2 separate regions of the Oryctolagus cuniculus genome follow, and region 2 is linked to region 1. The links are chromatin contacts, called in public Micro-C maps. All regions are on one chromosome and are shown on one strand. Each heading gives the region's core, a stretch centred on a gene start, on an enhancer-like site or on the middle of the called end of the contact. The rest is flanking DNA. Distances are from core to core; before and after follow the strand shown.

The links. A called contact is a pair of places that touch in the nucleus more often than the background predicts.
Region 2: a Micro-C map of ear pinna shows a contact between it and region 1, with 3 times the contacts expected there. The contact joins the promoter of DYRK1A here to the enhancer-like site in region 1. A contact is called at or near these places in 2 of 6 Hi-C or Micro-C datasets (ear pinna and psoas muscle).

Annotation. Positions count from the first base shown.
Region 1 is chr4:7,406,325-7,413,843 of mOryCun1.1, reverse strand. No RefSeq gene overlaps it. Among named protein-coding and RNA genes, the nearest start is that of DYRK1A, 170 kb to the left of the region's middle. Within about 2 kb of position 4,798, at least 7 of the 8 cell types and tissues checked have an H3K27ac peak or open chromatin away from gene starts, as enhancers often do. A contact at or near this core is called in ear pinna, where this site is marked.
Region 2 is chr4:7,580,651-7,588,169 of mOryCun1.1, reverse strand. It overlaps DYRK1A (dual specificity tyrosine phosphorylation regulated kinase 1A), which reads left to right and starts at 3,409. Exons shown (of 11, transcript XM_070071825.1): 1 at 3,409-4,217.

The DNA of each region.
Region 1 (7,519 bases), core at 3,549-6,048:
GACTAGACTGTTACTGGAATTAAGACTTATTCTATGCATCTGCTCTCCCACAATATGGCGCTGAGAAGGGAGTAACAACTTCTACGCAGCTGCCTCTCACCAACTTGAGTGATGACCTGCAGGAGCTGATCCTGCTCCTGATTGGAGGAGAGCAGCGTACTCGGCGTGTGGGCAGCCGAGTTGGGATTGGAGGAAGAGGACTATAAAGGAGGAGAGAGACAACATGCACCAGGAACATCTATCTGAAGGAACACCTGAGCAGCCCCCGAGAGAGCCGGCCGGCCGGCGGTGTGCCGCTCCCCCGCGGAAGTGGGGAAAGTGGCAGGGGGCACCGCCCTTCCACGGAGGTGGAAGGGTCGGTAGCCAACCCGGAAAGAATGGCAGCCAACCCGGGAAGAACCAGCAGCCAACCCGGGAAGAACCAGCAGCAAACCCAGGAAGGGCCGAGCAGACAAAAGAACAGCGCAGGGTCCTGTGTCGTTCCTCCGTGAAGAGGGGGAGCGACATAATGGTGCCGTGACTCGGATATGAAGCCTAGGCAGGGTTTAGTGTCGTTCCTCCACGAAGAGGGGGAGCGACACCCTCCTTCTGCCCACCTCTCTCCCTTCACGGAATAGTATGTGAGATTTCCATTCTGGAGCTTTGGAAATTCCTCTCGGGATGGGCGTTCGGGCCAGTGGCGACGCTGCCACTTGCTGCGCCCACACCTCATAGCCTAGTGTTTGATTGGAGTCCGGGCTGCTCCATTTCCAGTCCCGCTTCCTGCTCATGCACACCCCGGGAGGCAGCAGGCGATGGCTCACACACTTGGGCCCCTGCACCCACACGGGGGAACTGGATGGAAGCCAGACTCCTGGCTTTAGCCTGGCCCAGCCCTGACTGTTGAGGGCATCTGAGGAGTGAACCAGTGGATGGAAGATATTTCTCTCTGCCTTTCAGATAAAAATGAAGAATTGTGGCAGAGCAGGTTAAACTACCGTTTGGGACACCATGTCCTATTATCAGAGTGCTGGTTCCAGTCCCAGCCACTCCACTTCCGATCGATCCAGTTTCCTGTTAACGCATCCCAGGAAGCAGCAGCGGATGGTGCAGGTGCTTGGACCCCAGCTGCCCACATGGGCGATCTGGATCCAGTTCCAGGCTCCTGCTTCAGCCTGGCCCAGGCTCCTGGTTGTGGCCACCTGGGGAGTACACCAGCGGGTGAAAAGATTTCTTCTCTCTCTCGTCTGCCTTTCAAGTAGATGAAAATGAATAAGCATTTAACAATTTTGTATTTATTTGAGAGAGAGAGAGAGAGAGAGAGAGAGAGAGAGATTTCACCCACTGGTTCACTCCACAAATGCTGACAACATTAGAGGGGGCAGGCAAAGCCAGGAGCTGGGACCTGCATCCAGGCCTCCCCTGCGGGCGGCAGGAACCCGAGTACTTGGGCCCACACTGCTGCCTCCCAGGCTCTGCCTGAACAGGAAGCTGGAACTGGGAGCCAGGACGGGAACTCGAACTCAGGGGCTCTGCTGACGGCAGCACAGGCGTCCTCACCGCTGGCTTAAAGACTGGGCCAGACAGCGCCCGGAACTTACCTTCCGAGTTTGCTTTCCATGAACGATTTGAAGTGCCTGGAATTCTTGTGGTTCTTCTGGAACCTTCCCTCCAAGAGGAGAGAGACAGAGAAGAGAGAGAGAGAGAGAGGAGATGGGAGGAGAGCGAGCGAGGAGAGAGGAGAGAGAGCTAGGGAAAGAGAAGGGGGAGAGACGGTGAGGGGAGGGGAGGAGGGAGAACACAGAGCACTAGGGGGAACCCTGCACCCTCGTGCCTGGGCTTTGCCTCTGCTGTGTTTTAATTCAGCCATCTTACGACCAAGGCCCTCCCACCTTCCCGGGGAGGCGGGGGGCAGAGGCAGGGAGAGCCCCGTTTCTATTGGGCTCTGAGCGCGCCCAGGAAGCCCTTATTTGTGAGACTGGAAAGGCTGCAGGGCCCGGTTCTGGAGAGGAGAGCGGGGATCCACCCTACAGCCTGACGGTGTTCCCTCTCAGCATGGCACTGGTCCCGGGGAGACCGGTGCTGGCCCCTGGCTTCCGGCTGCGTGGAGATGGGTGTGTTTCCAGTGCACAAGGTCACTGCAGGAGACCCTTCCTAGTTTTCAGCTCACGTGACCTATTTCTTTGATTAGAAAAAGAGCCTAAAACAAAGAATCTTCTGGGGCCGGCGCTGTGGCGTAGCAGGTAAAGCCACTGCCCTCAGTGCTGGCATCCCATATAGACGCTGGTTTGAGTCCTGGCTGCTCTACTTCCGATCCAGCTCTCTGCTATGCCTGGGAAAGCAGTGGAAGATGCCCAAGTCCCTGGGCCCTGCACCGTCGTGGGAGACCAGGAGGAAGCTCCTGGCTTTGGATCGGTGCAGCTCCGGCCGTTGCAGCCAACTGGGGAATGAACCATAGGATGGAACACCCACCCCCCCGGCCTCTCCTTCCCTCTCTGTGTAACTCTTTCAAATAAATAAATAAATATTTTAAAAATAATCTTTTTCCTTCAAAACCAGCTGCCCGTCCTGAAAGTCCTGTGGTATTTTGTTCTAACCACCTGAAAAGTGGACGGTGTATCTGACAGAATTATGTTGAGAGAAGACTGGCGTTGGGACGATCACCAAAGGGTAACCACACCCTGTCACCCCCCCCCGCGGCGGCCGATCACAGATGAGAGCGCGCATTCCGATGGGTTGGCCAAAATCGACGTGAAATCAAAGCCTCAGATCATTTGGGCAAAAAAAGGCAACGTAGCGCGGTGCCCGTCTCAGACTGCACCGAACCGATTGCAGAAAGGGTACCTGGGGGCAGAAGTCCGTGCTGGCCACCTCCAGGCTCCCCCGCCCGCTGTCACCATGCCCTAAACGACACAGCGCCGGGACAGTTGCCCTGGAACTGGCGAGGGAAGCCGGAGGGGTGAGCGAAATGTGCAGATGCCGCGGTGTCTGACGTCAGGGACCCGAGCGCCTGTGAGTGCCGGGGGGTTCTGGACGCTGTCCCCGTGAACTGATGATGTTAACAACGTGGCGACGCGCCCAGCCCTCTGGGACTGCCTGACAACACGAGGACCCCCTTGGGGGCCAGGGCTGCTTGGACCCCTGAGGTTCCGCTAACTCCTCCCAGCGCACGTGCACAGAGTAAGTAGACCGTGGCCTGGGGCTCGGGGGCTTCAGCCCGTGCGTCTCCGTGCCCTCGGAGGTGTCAGCGTGTGCTTGCCACCGCGGCCCGAGCAGCCAGAGGCACCGGTGCCCTCGGCCATCACAGGGATGGCGGTCACATTCCTAGAGGAAGGGCAGCCCCCTGTAGCCTGCGCAGGGGTGCGTCCCGCGTGGGAGGGAGAAGCACGCCCCTGTCGCCTGTGCTGGGTGAGATCCTGCCTGCCTGTTGTGAGTTTGCTGGGACAAGCACCGCGCACCGCACACCGCGTGGATGAACAACAGGTGCTGCTGGTCTCACACCCTGGGGACTGCAGTCCCGCGGTGGAGGTGTGGGCGGGGCTGGTACCGGCTGTCTGCACGTGGCCACGCCTCTGTGTCCTCACCTCTGTTAGGAGCACCAGCCGCCTCGGGCCAGGGCTGCCCTCCCCATTACCGCCCCTGGAATCCCTGTCTCCAATGCAGTCGCATTCTCAGGCACTGGGGCCTAGGGCTCCGAGTGAGGCTGTCCCAAACGCTGGGTGTCAGTCGTGATCTCTAGGCGTCGGAATCACAGCTGTCTTTCCTTTTTCTTTTCTAAACTTATTTATTATTCGAGAGGCAAAGAGAGGGAGAGAGAGGTCTTCCACCTGCTGTTTGACTCCTCAAATACTCGCAATGGTTGGAGCCAGGAGCTTCTTCCGGGTCTCCCACGTGGGTGCAGGGGCCCAAGGACGTGGGCCATCTTCCACTGCTTTCCCAGGCCACAGCAGAGAGCTGGATCAGAAGTGGAGCAGCCGGGTCTCGAACCGCCGCCCACATGCGACGCCGGCGCTGCAGGCGGCAGCTTTCCCCGCTACGCCCAGCAGGTTTACTTTCAATCGACACAATACACGTATTTATGGGGTCCCGGGGGATAATCGTGCGTGGAGAGACCTGTGTATTATGAAAAAACCCTGCATGGATTTCGAGCTGCTTTGCGCCAAAGTAGAGACTGAGTCTCTGCATACGATGGGTAACGGTCACACCAGGAACTGGCGTCTTAATCACGAACAGCGATCATTCCTTGCGGAGCCAGGTTTCCGGCCTTGCTCGGTGCTCGCAGGAACTCGAGTCAGGTGCACCGCGTCTGTCCATGACCACTCAGGACGGTTCCGAACCCGAGTTCCAGGACTTCCGAAGCGGATCGGCCGGGCTCTGAGCAGTTCCTTCTCGCCGCGGGGGCTGCGGCACACGCCACTCACCCGCCGAGGCAGAGGGGAGGCCGGGGCCGGGCCCCAGCCCCTCGGAGGGCGCGCCTGACTCCGCGGCGCCTTCCAGGCGGCCCGGCCTCGGTCCGTGGGCGCCGTGCCTGCAGACGCCACGCGGCGGACACGCAACGCCGGGCTTCGCGCGGCTCCGGCGAGTCTCCCCCGCCCCCGGGCGAAGCGGCCCCGGTCCCGCCACGCTAGCTCGGGCAGGGGCGCCCCACATTTCCCGCGTGGCTGTTCTCTCGGGCCTCAGGGCTTCCGGCGGGCGGGGCCGAGAACGGCGACAAAGACAATCCAAAGCCAGGAACGCGCAACCTCTATGGGCGCCGCGGCCGGAAGAGCCTGACCCACGCCCACTGTCACGTGACCGCGCATCGCGGGCACGTGACATCGCGCCCGCGGCATCGATTGGCCGGAAGCTCCAGAGCCACGCCCCAAGCCTCCGAGGCGGCGCAGAAGGGCTACGTCACTTCCTGCTGGTGCTTCCGGTCTTGCGGCTGCGGGATCTCCGAGCGGGCTGAGCTGGGGTCCGCTTGCTTTTCACGCCTGCTCCCTGGGGGACGCTGATTCGCCCTCAGGTCGCCCCGCCGTGGGCCCCCAGGGTGACTCGCGGTGGCACACGCTATCTCGCCCCGTCCCGGCGGTGGCGGCCTCATCTCCGTGTGTCCCTCGCGTCACAGCTGCGCACTCCGAGGGACCCTGCTGGGGCGACCAGCTGACCTCCCTCCGCTCCCCAGCCTCCTCCCTTGTCCGCCGCACGGTGCGAGCCCCAAGGCGCAGAGACCCACCCTCGCCCAGGCCCGTGACGCCGGAGGGCCGTGAGCGACCCCGCAGTGGGGCTGCTTCCGGGCCCAGCCTCTCCACGCACTGGCGCGGGCGTTGACGTCGCCTGCAGGCGCCTGGGGCCGCCTTGATGGTCCCGTTGGGGCAGGTCTGCTAGGTCAGGAGAAGGGGCTTCGAGCCTGGGGGACAGCGCAGTTGCGGCTCCTTCCTGTTAAGTTTGCATTTCTGGCCACTGCTTGGCGCCACCTGCTTGTCTGTGGGCACCTGGAGCCCAGCGTGGCGGGGCGGGCTGGGTAGGGGGTAAGGGGAGTTGGGAGACACTTGCCTTTCCCTGCCGCATCTGGCCTTCCCTTGCTTATGAGTGACCGTGGCTGATGACCCCCGACCACCGCCCACGTTTATGCGGGGTCTCAGGTCTGCCTACAGGCTTGCTGCTTTTTTTTTTTTTTTTTTTTTTTAAAGATTTTATCTTTTTGGGGAGGTGGAGTTATAACTAGAGAGAGAGACAGAAAGGTCTTCCATCCGCTGGTTCACTCCCCAAATGGCCGCAATGGCTGGAGCTGAGCTGATCCGAAGCCAGAGCTTCCTCTGGGTTTCCCACGTGGGTGCAGAGGCCCAAGAACTTGGTCCGACTTCTACTGCTTTCCCAGGCCACAGCAGAGAGCTGGGTTGGAAGAGGAGCAGCCAGGACTAGAACCGGCGCCCGTATGGGATGCAGGCCCTGCAAGCAGAGGATTAACCTAGTGCGCCACGGCCTGCAGGCCTCCCATGCCTTCTCCTTTCCATTTCCTTTGCCCTGTGGCATGTGGCTGATTAATCCCTGCTCACCTACAGTGACACGGGGCACTGGGGCTTGGCGGGGGGTATCAGCCACTCCTCAAGTCCATGAGTCCCTGCTGCCTGCTGATGGCCTGGGAAGGCAGCAGAGGACAGCCCGGGTGCTCGGGCCCCTGCACCCAGGGCGGAGACCAGGAAGAAGCCCCTGGTTCCTGGCCTGTCGCTGCTGTCTGGGGGCGTGAACCAGTGGATGGAAGATTGACCTCTGGCTCTCCCTCCCTCTCTGTAACTCTGCCTTCCAAATAAAATAAATCCTTAAAACAAACCGACATTCGTTTTGCTGATCCTGTTTCGTTATCGGGGTGTACTTCCACCTCTGTGCTTCGAGTATCAGCCCACTGCTGGCTCTAGTGGTCAGAGGCTTCTTCTGGACTGGGGACTGGACGCGGGCACTCCCCTGGGGCGGGTTTGTGTCCTCACTGGTCCTTAACTGCCCTGCCAGATGACCGTCCTGCAGCCTTGCCAGTGCTCTTGCCTGGTGAGGATCGGAACCATCAGCTGGAGCCTGAGCCTTCTAGGAGGCGAGGATTCCTGAGCCCTAGGCTGGGCAGAAAACCCCAGAGCCCTGTTTCAGTGAGGCGGGTGGGCTGGACAGCAGGTGCCTCAGGAGTGACCCGGTTGCATGGAGTCCCACTGTCGCATAAGCCTTTGGGGTTGGTGCCTACCCCTGGGCTAGGGGCGGGAGCCCGGTAGGATAAACATGCAAAGGAGGATTTAATTGTTTAACTGGACAGGCTGTTCCTGCTCCTCCCTGTTTGTGGAGTGAGAGTCCTCCTGACCCAGCTTTAATTCCCTGTCCTCTCTCAGTCAGATTCTAATCAGGACACAGAAATCAAACCCTACTCCCTGCTCCCACTTTTTCAAAATATTTTGTTTGAGAGACAGATGCAGAGAGATCTTCCATCCATCCATGGGTTCACTCCCCAAATGCCTGCAACAGCTGAGACTGGGCCCGGTTGAAACCAGGAGCCTGGAACCCACCTGGGCCTCCCACATGGGTCAGGGCAGGCGCCCAAATGCTTGAGCCATCACTGCTGCCTCGGAGGGTGGGCATTAGCGGGGAGCTCAAACCAGCTATTTTAGTAGAATTTATTATGAGCAATTTTTTAAAAGATTTATTTGAAAGATGGTTCACTCCCCAGATGGCCGCCAACGGCCAGAGCTGCACCGATCTGAAGCCAGAAGCTTCCTCCGGGTCTCCCACATGGGTGCAGGGGCCCAAGGACCTGGGCCATCTTCCACTGCTTTCCCAGGCCATAGCAGAGAGCTGGATCAGAAGAGGAGCAGCCGGGACCAGAACTGGCGCCCATATGGGATGCCGGCACTTCAGGCCAGGGCTTCAACCCGCTGCTCCACAGTGCCAGCCCCAATTATGAGCAGTTGTTGATGAGGTGTAGAGTTAGGAACGAGGTAACTGGAAGGTGGAAAGGGAACCCTTGTCACGGAGAAGGCGGCCTCGGAGGCTGCTGCCTCCCTGAGCTGGGCAAACAAGG
Region 2 (7,519 bases), core at 2,160-4,659, 180 kb before region 1:
GTCCCTGCACCCACATGGGAGACTGGGAGGAAGCACCTGGCTCCTGCCTTTGGATCAGCGCAGTGTGCCGGCTGCAGCGCGCCGGCCACGGCGGCCATTGGAGGGTGAACCAATGGCAAAGGAAGCTTTCTCTCTGTCTCTCTCTCTCACTAACTCTGTCTGTCAAAAAAAAAAAAAAAAAAAAAGTGCAAATACTCCTATGGTAGAGTGAATACCACTGCATAACTACATAAATACATTTTCAATTAAACCGATGCAAAACTTGGAAACATGTTGAAGATAATAGCAGTAAATGTGCATAACAAAAAACACCCTAGGAATATTAAGTGCCATCCACTGCATACCTAGATTAAAAAGCCAAGAAAACAAGCTGAAACTCTCAAGAACCACTGCACTAACGAGCCACTGCAGGAAGTGTCTTCGTGGAAGTCTGTGCCTCCTACCTCATTTTAATTCCATGTACTTAATTGTTTTTTGCAGTTTCATTAGGGCATTTTCCCTGTACCTGTTAATTTTGAGGAAGCTATTATATTATATAAAAGTGGGTTTCTTTTTAAGGTGTCCAAAATGTTGCAACAAGGCTATTTCAAGATATTCCAAAACAATGTGAAATACACACTTTACCAACTTCATATTTTCTATTTAGCCTTTACCTTCATGTCACCGGAAGAGAAAACATTAATGATAATTCAGGACATAATATTGGTAAAATGCTTACATGATAGGATGGTAACAGATATTGTCCTGTTAAAAAAAAAAAAAAAAAGGTGCACTTGAACCACATTTGGCATAAGCCAGTCTCGTTGACAACTTTAAGATGCTGGGAGAAACGTGGCAGAGCATTTTATCCAGGTGTGTGGTGGAGAGGAAGTAAGGAGGCTTCCAGGAGGGAGAAATCCAGGCTAGCCCACTGGAGAGATGGCCTGGAGTGGCAAGAGCCACAGGACATTTGAGTGTGTGTTGGGTATATGGTGTTGATACCATAACAGCATATGGCCTTGTTTTTTTTTTTTTTTTTAAGATTTATTTGAGAGACAGAGAGAGAGAGAGAGAGAGCGCTTCCATTTGCTGGTTCATGCCCCAAATGCCTGCGATAGCTGAGACTGGGCCATGTTGAAGCCAGGAGCCCGGAACTCCATCCAGGTCTCTCAGGTGAGCAGCAGGGACCCAAGTCCTTGAGTCGTCATCTGTTGCTTCCCAGGGGATGGGTGAACAGGAAGCTGGAATCGGAAGCTGAGTGGGACCCAAATCCAGCCACTTTGATATGGAATGAGGGCATCCCAAGTGGTGTCTTAACAGCTGTTTAGGCCAAACAGCTGTTTCCTTCCGAAGTTCTTTGTCAACATGAGTCCAACTTTTTTTTTTAAGGACTTTTCTCCCTTTATCCGGGAGAAATAACTCTGTGTGTGTCTGTATATATGTTTAATATATATATGTGATGTTTATACAACTTTTTTTGTAATAACAAGAAAAAATGGAAACTTCCTTAAAATATAGAGGAGGCTTAGTGAATGACGGCTCATTCAACCGATGGAATACTAACTGCTATTAATGTTATTATTTAAATTTCAATTGTTTAATACAAAAATGAGTTCATAGCACAATTGTAATTAGACAAGGCATGAACACACCTGCTGGTGTGAAATGTGTGTCAGTGCACACATGTCTTCTTAAGAAAGTCCGGAAGGGTGGATGCTGTTATGAACATACAAAGGGGGTGTGTTCCTGAGTGATGCCTACTGGTGATCCTAGCCTACTTACTGTTTTCTGTATGGTAAAATTGTTGGTAATTACCAGAATCTAATTTTTAGTTTTTGTTTGGAACTTGGATATAGTTGCTTATTAACTTCTTGGTTCATAGCATACCCCTATTGTGAGTTTATATAGGGCCTCTCTCATTTTAACTTTGCTTCTTTTTAATAAGTTTTTATATTCATGAATTACTTTTAATGTCAGAACAACGTTTTAAAAAGATTTATTGATTTACTTGAAAGTCGGAGTTACACAGAGAGAGAGAGAGACAGAGAGAGAGAGACACAGAGAGAGGTCTTCCACCTGCTGTTTCACTCCCCAGATGGCCACGATGGCCGGGGCTGGGCCAAGCTGAAGCCAGGAGCTTCTTCCAGGCCTCCCACTTGGGTCCAGGGGCCCAAAAACTTGGGCCATCTTTGCTGCTTTCCTAGGTGCATTAGCAGGGAGCTGGATTGGAAGTGCAGCAGCCAGGACTTGAACTTGCACTCCTATGGGATGCTGGTGCTGCAGGCAGAGGCTTAACTGATTGTGCCACATGGCAGGCCCCAAAGTCAGAACAGTGAATAACGCTTGTACAAGCAGGGCGATGAAGGGCTTCACTTGTCTGTAAGAACATCAGGGGTGTCAGAAATTGTGAGCGCAGAGATAAGAACACTGGCACCAGTCATCTGGGACCAGGGCACATCATAGAGACCTCCTTTAGTCAGGGTTATCTCTGTGACAACTCTGCTTCCAAACAGTCTGCCGAAACACAGCCTTTACAGCCACACCTGGGTTTGAATTCTGACTTCCCCTGCTCACGGGTGGGCCGGCTTTGGGAGAGTCACTTCAGGGCTTGCTTTCTCAGCCGTATAACCGAGATACAATGTTATAGTGAGGATGAGACCTCTAACAGGCGTGGGAAGAAGTGCAAGCCGATAGTAACTGCCAGTTGGGGGATTCTGCTTCTCCGGATTTTCTTAGGCCATCAAACACCTCTAAGCGAAACCCACGGGGAGGGTCTCTCAGCTCTGCACCACACTGGCATCCATACCAGCGTCCTTCCTGGCTACGTGTGTTCTCTTGTTTGGTGCCAGCCATAACTTGCTGGTAGTGTTTAGGGGAAGCCCACACAAAACCCGTTGGGCACGCAGTGCGATGCTGTCTAAGGCAGTCACGCTGGGAGAGAAATGAGCAGCGTTCTACACGGGAACACTGGGGACGCCTCTGACCCCTGTGTGCCTACGACCTGAAGACTTCCCTCATCCCATGAGCCCCTCGACCCATCTGAGGCGAGGATCTACTCCCGGCGATCTTGTCCTATTCTGTCTCGGTTACTTAGATGTGCATTATGCAAGCTTCCTCCATTGCTAGCAATGAAAACTTGACTCGGGAATAACTTAGTGGTCAAGGTGGCACTTGCTCAAGTGTCCGGCAGCAGTGAAACCTTGGCGGATGGGCTGGAGTGGGGAGAAGGCAGGAGAGCAGGTGGAGGGAGGAAGGGGTTGTCTTCCAGGTGGAAGTTTGAGCTTGGGAAGCACTGGGTGACAACCTCTTTCATGAATAGGGACACTGTTGGCCACTTCCTCTTCCTTAGATGCGAAGCTGTATGCAGACCTCAATTACATTAGGAGGGCAAGTTTGAAAACACCAGCAATCCAGAACTTTTATTTTTTTTAACCAGTCATGAGAATCAGTCTGAAGCTAACCACTTGCCTAATTTTTTTTTTTTTTTTGCCAAATTTATTTAAGGTCTGGTCTGATTACTTCAGGGCCTTTGCTCATTTGAATGATCGCCTTAATATATCAGTGCTGTACCTGCAGACTGTGGGAGGGGAATTCTGCTGGAAATTTACACAGGCTGGAGGCTTTCATTGGGATTTCTCCTCTTACACCTGTGTCGTCTGTCAGATTGTGTCTGTGGCTAGTCTGTGAAGAGACTGAGCCCAAGACCCCGACACGGACACTACCTGCACACGGCAAAGTCAGGCTTAGAAATCAACCACCAGATTAGCGACTTTCGCTGCGTGCAAGCCCGGACGAACGCTGATTAAACACCATTACCTGGGGGGGCGGGGGTGGCACAGCAGACAATTCCCAGCACGCCCAGCATGGGGAGGGGTCCACGGGCTAATGCACCAGGAGCCGGATGTTAGGGAAGGGCTCCGGCCGCGGGCAGCGCAGGACGGGCTCGGCACCCACGCGGGGTCTGCAGTGGGAGGGGGCGCGCCGGCCCGGAGGCTCGGACGTGGGTCCCACGTGGCAGGGCCCGGCCGCGCGTCAGCCGCAGGGGCACCCCGGATGCGGCCGCGGCGCCCGGGATTCCTGGGATGTCTGAGGCGCGCGGGCGGCCTCCTCCCCGCCCCCGCCGCGGCCTCCGTGGGCATTTTCCGGCGAGGGGGGCCGCGAGCCCTTCCGAGAACGGCTCCTCCGCGCGGCCGTGCGCGGCCGGCGCGCTCCCCGGGAATGCAGGCGGCCGCACCGCGGTGAGAGCCCTCGGGCCCGGGCGCGCGGGGGTGGGCTTCCCGGCTTCCCGCCCGGCGGCGGCCCCGGCGCCCCGGCCCCTCTCCGCGCCCCCCCACCCCGCCCCGCGGCCGCGCGCGCCCCTCCCCCCGGCGCGGGCGGGGCTGCGGGCGCCCGACGCGGAAGCGCGGGAGGCCGCGCGCGCTCCCGGGGCCGCAGTCGGCGCGGGCGCGGCGGGCGCGGGGCGGGGCGAGGCGGCCGGGGAGGCGGCGGGCGCTCGCGCACGGGCCCGGCCGCCGCCTCGCCCCCTTCCCCTTCCCTCCCTCGGCCCGGCCGTCCCCCTCCGCACCCCTCCCCCGAGCGAATCACGCGCCCTCCTCTGACACTCGTAGCGGGCCCGAGCTCCGAATTTATCCTTCACGTGACCTGAGGGGGGTTGGGTGGTTGGCTGGGGACCGAGGGGGAGCAGGAAAGGAGGGAACGAAGTCTGCCGTTTCCCGGGCAACAAGCCCCGCCCGCCGGCTTGGGGCCGGGGGGGCGGGCGGAGGACGTCAGCACGTCAGCCGGGGTTTTGCGTTTTGATTGACAGTTGCCATAGCGACCGGGTCGGTCCGTCGCCATTTTGTTGGTTGGTTTTTTTTTAAACCCTTTCGCTTCCCGCCCGAATAATAATAAAAAGCCCCATTGGAGTGAGGCGGGGGTGGCGGCGGCAACCGCGGCGGGGGGATCCGGGGAGACTGCTGCCGTCGCTGCTGCTGATCGCGGCCCAGGTCGGGCTCGGGGAGCGGACACCCCGAGCGGGGGGTGCGGGCGCCGCCGCCGCTGCCGCCGCCGCTTCTGCTGCTGCTGTTCCTGCTGCTGCTGGTGGTGCCGCTGCCGCCGCCGGCCAGCGAGCGAGCGAGCGGGCGGGCGGGCGGGACCGGTGTGAGTGTGCGAGTGTGTGTGTGCGAGCGAGCGGGCGTGCGTGCGTGTGCGAGTGTCTGTCTGTCTGTGCGGGCGCTCGGGGGCGGGCGGTTCGGGCGCTCCTGGCGGAGAAGCCGCCGCCGCCGCCGCCGCCGCCGCCGCTCGGGCCCGGCGCTCCTCGCTGCGCAGGTTTGGAGCGCGCGCCATTTTGTGCGATTTACAAAATCCTCCTCGGGAAGAAGCCGCCGGCAGCGGCCGCCACTCGGCGCCCGGCCTCGCCGCCGCCGCCGCCGCCCTCCGCGCGGCCCCGCCGCCGGGACTCGGGGCCCGGGGACTGCGGTATTTGCCGGGGAGGGGGCTGTCGCCGCCCCGGCCCCCGGCGCCGCCGGACCCGCGAGCGCGAGAGACTGAGGAGGCTGCGGCGCGGCCAGGAGCCGGCCGCGCCGGGGGCGGCGAGAGGCGGCCGGGGCGGCGCTGGCTGCGGAGGCCGCGGCGGGAGCGCGGCGCGGGAGCCCGAGGCTGAGACTCACCGGAGGGAGCGGCGCGAGCGCCCCGCCATCGTCCCGGTGAGTGTCCGGCCCGGCCCGGCGCTCGGCTCCGCCGGGCCCGGCGGAGGGAGGGACCTGCCATTTTAGGAGGAGGCGCCGCGGGGCCCGGGGCCGGCCGCCGGGGGAGGGAGCCCGCAGCCGGGTCCCGGCGGGGCGGCGGGTGCGCGCGGAGGGAAAGTTGCGGAGGGTGGGAGCGGGGGCCGCGGCCTCCCGGGAGCCGGGCCTTCTCTGGTCGCCGGGGCGGAGGGAGGAGGCTGTGTTCCTCCTCCTCCTCCTCCTCTTCCTCCTCATCCTCTTCCCCCAGCTCCTCCCTCGTCCCTCCTCTAGGTCCCCACCAGTGTGGGAGCCGCCGGGGTTCTTCGCAAGGACAATGCACGGGTTAAGGGAAGCGGGGCCGCGCCGGGCGCCGGCGAAGGTCGGGGCCCGCTGGCTCGGCGGCCCTCGGGGGTCCGCGCCGGGTGGGGGTGGGGCGGGGGACGCGGCGTGCTCGGAAGTTGGGGCCGGAGTGCGGGGGAGCGGTGACCTGCTTAAGCCGCCGCGGAGACGCGAATTAAAATTGATACCTGTGTATTGCTACAAAACTTCGCGAGTCTATTTATAGGCACAGACCCGCCGAGGCTTCGCAGGCACCGGGGCCGCCGACTGTCTGAGCATTCGGCGAAGGCCTCCCCCCGCCCCCTCCAGCCTGAAACAGTTAAAAATGGCAAAATTAGTGAGTCAGTGGTTGCCTGTGCCTTTCGCCCGTCCCTGGATCCTAGGACTCCCATACTGCAGGTGCAGCGCTGGAATGCCAGCACCGTTTGCTTCTGGAATTCCGCCCCGACGGTCGGAAGAGACCCCCGTCTGCATTGTTTTCCGCATGTAGAGATTAGGGCAGATGGTGGCTGGCACTCCTCTCACGGCTTTGGGGATATTTTACCCCGTGTGCTGCCGGTAGGAGGTGTTAACCCATTTTACAGATGGGCACATTGAGCCCGGAGAGCGGGCAGTGACTCCTCCAAGGTCACACAGCTGGGGCTCCCGGAGCCAGGGGGCTGGCTAGGTTCTAACTAGCAAATTTCGGAACGACTTGCGTGCAGTGACTCAGGGTTCGATTCTAAGAGACTGTGTCTGTCCACTTACGGTTTCTGGCATGGGATTAACTTTGTAGTTTGCAGAAGTGGAGATGCAAAGCGGAGGTGAGCCTCTTTAATGAGACTTGCCAGCCCTCTCTCCCTGAAGAAAACCAGGCAGTCGATTTTTGAATGGAAGGAATTAATATTCCTTGGTGCTTCTTAGTCTTCACACTTAATTTTAATTATAGACATCCTTAAAGTGTTATGAGTCATAAAGTTTTGTGTAGTTATTTTCAGTCATTTTTCCCTTTGAATATTTAGATTTCTTCTGTACCTCATACATGTGCAAAGTGTTTAATAATGAATACACTTGGTACTTTGATTTCGAGGTATTTTAGTAATTCAGTGGAATTACCTTTAGCCTTTTTTTTTTAAAAAAAATTTATTCATTTGCTTTAAGAGGATATACTCCTTTCAGATAGGTAATAAATCTGAAGCTAGAGCTAAAATTTGGCACGCCAAGGTTTTAAACTGAAGAGGATTGTTTCAGAGAAACGGTGGTTTAAGGAAGAAGTTTATTTGGTTATAGTCGAGCTGTTTCATGTACGTATGACTTAGGCCTGCCTGGAGTACTCCGGGGCTTTGGGCGCATTTGTCTTGGCATAGCAGTGGTGTTTATGGTAGCTGTCCAAATTGATCTAGACTTCAAACCTTGCCAGAAAGTTAAGGACTCCTGTCAGTGTCTGCACCACGTTCCCTTGCAAAACGGGGCGTAAGCAGGGTCTGTGTGCTTGGGAGAGGCCTAGGCCAGCAGTTAAT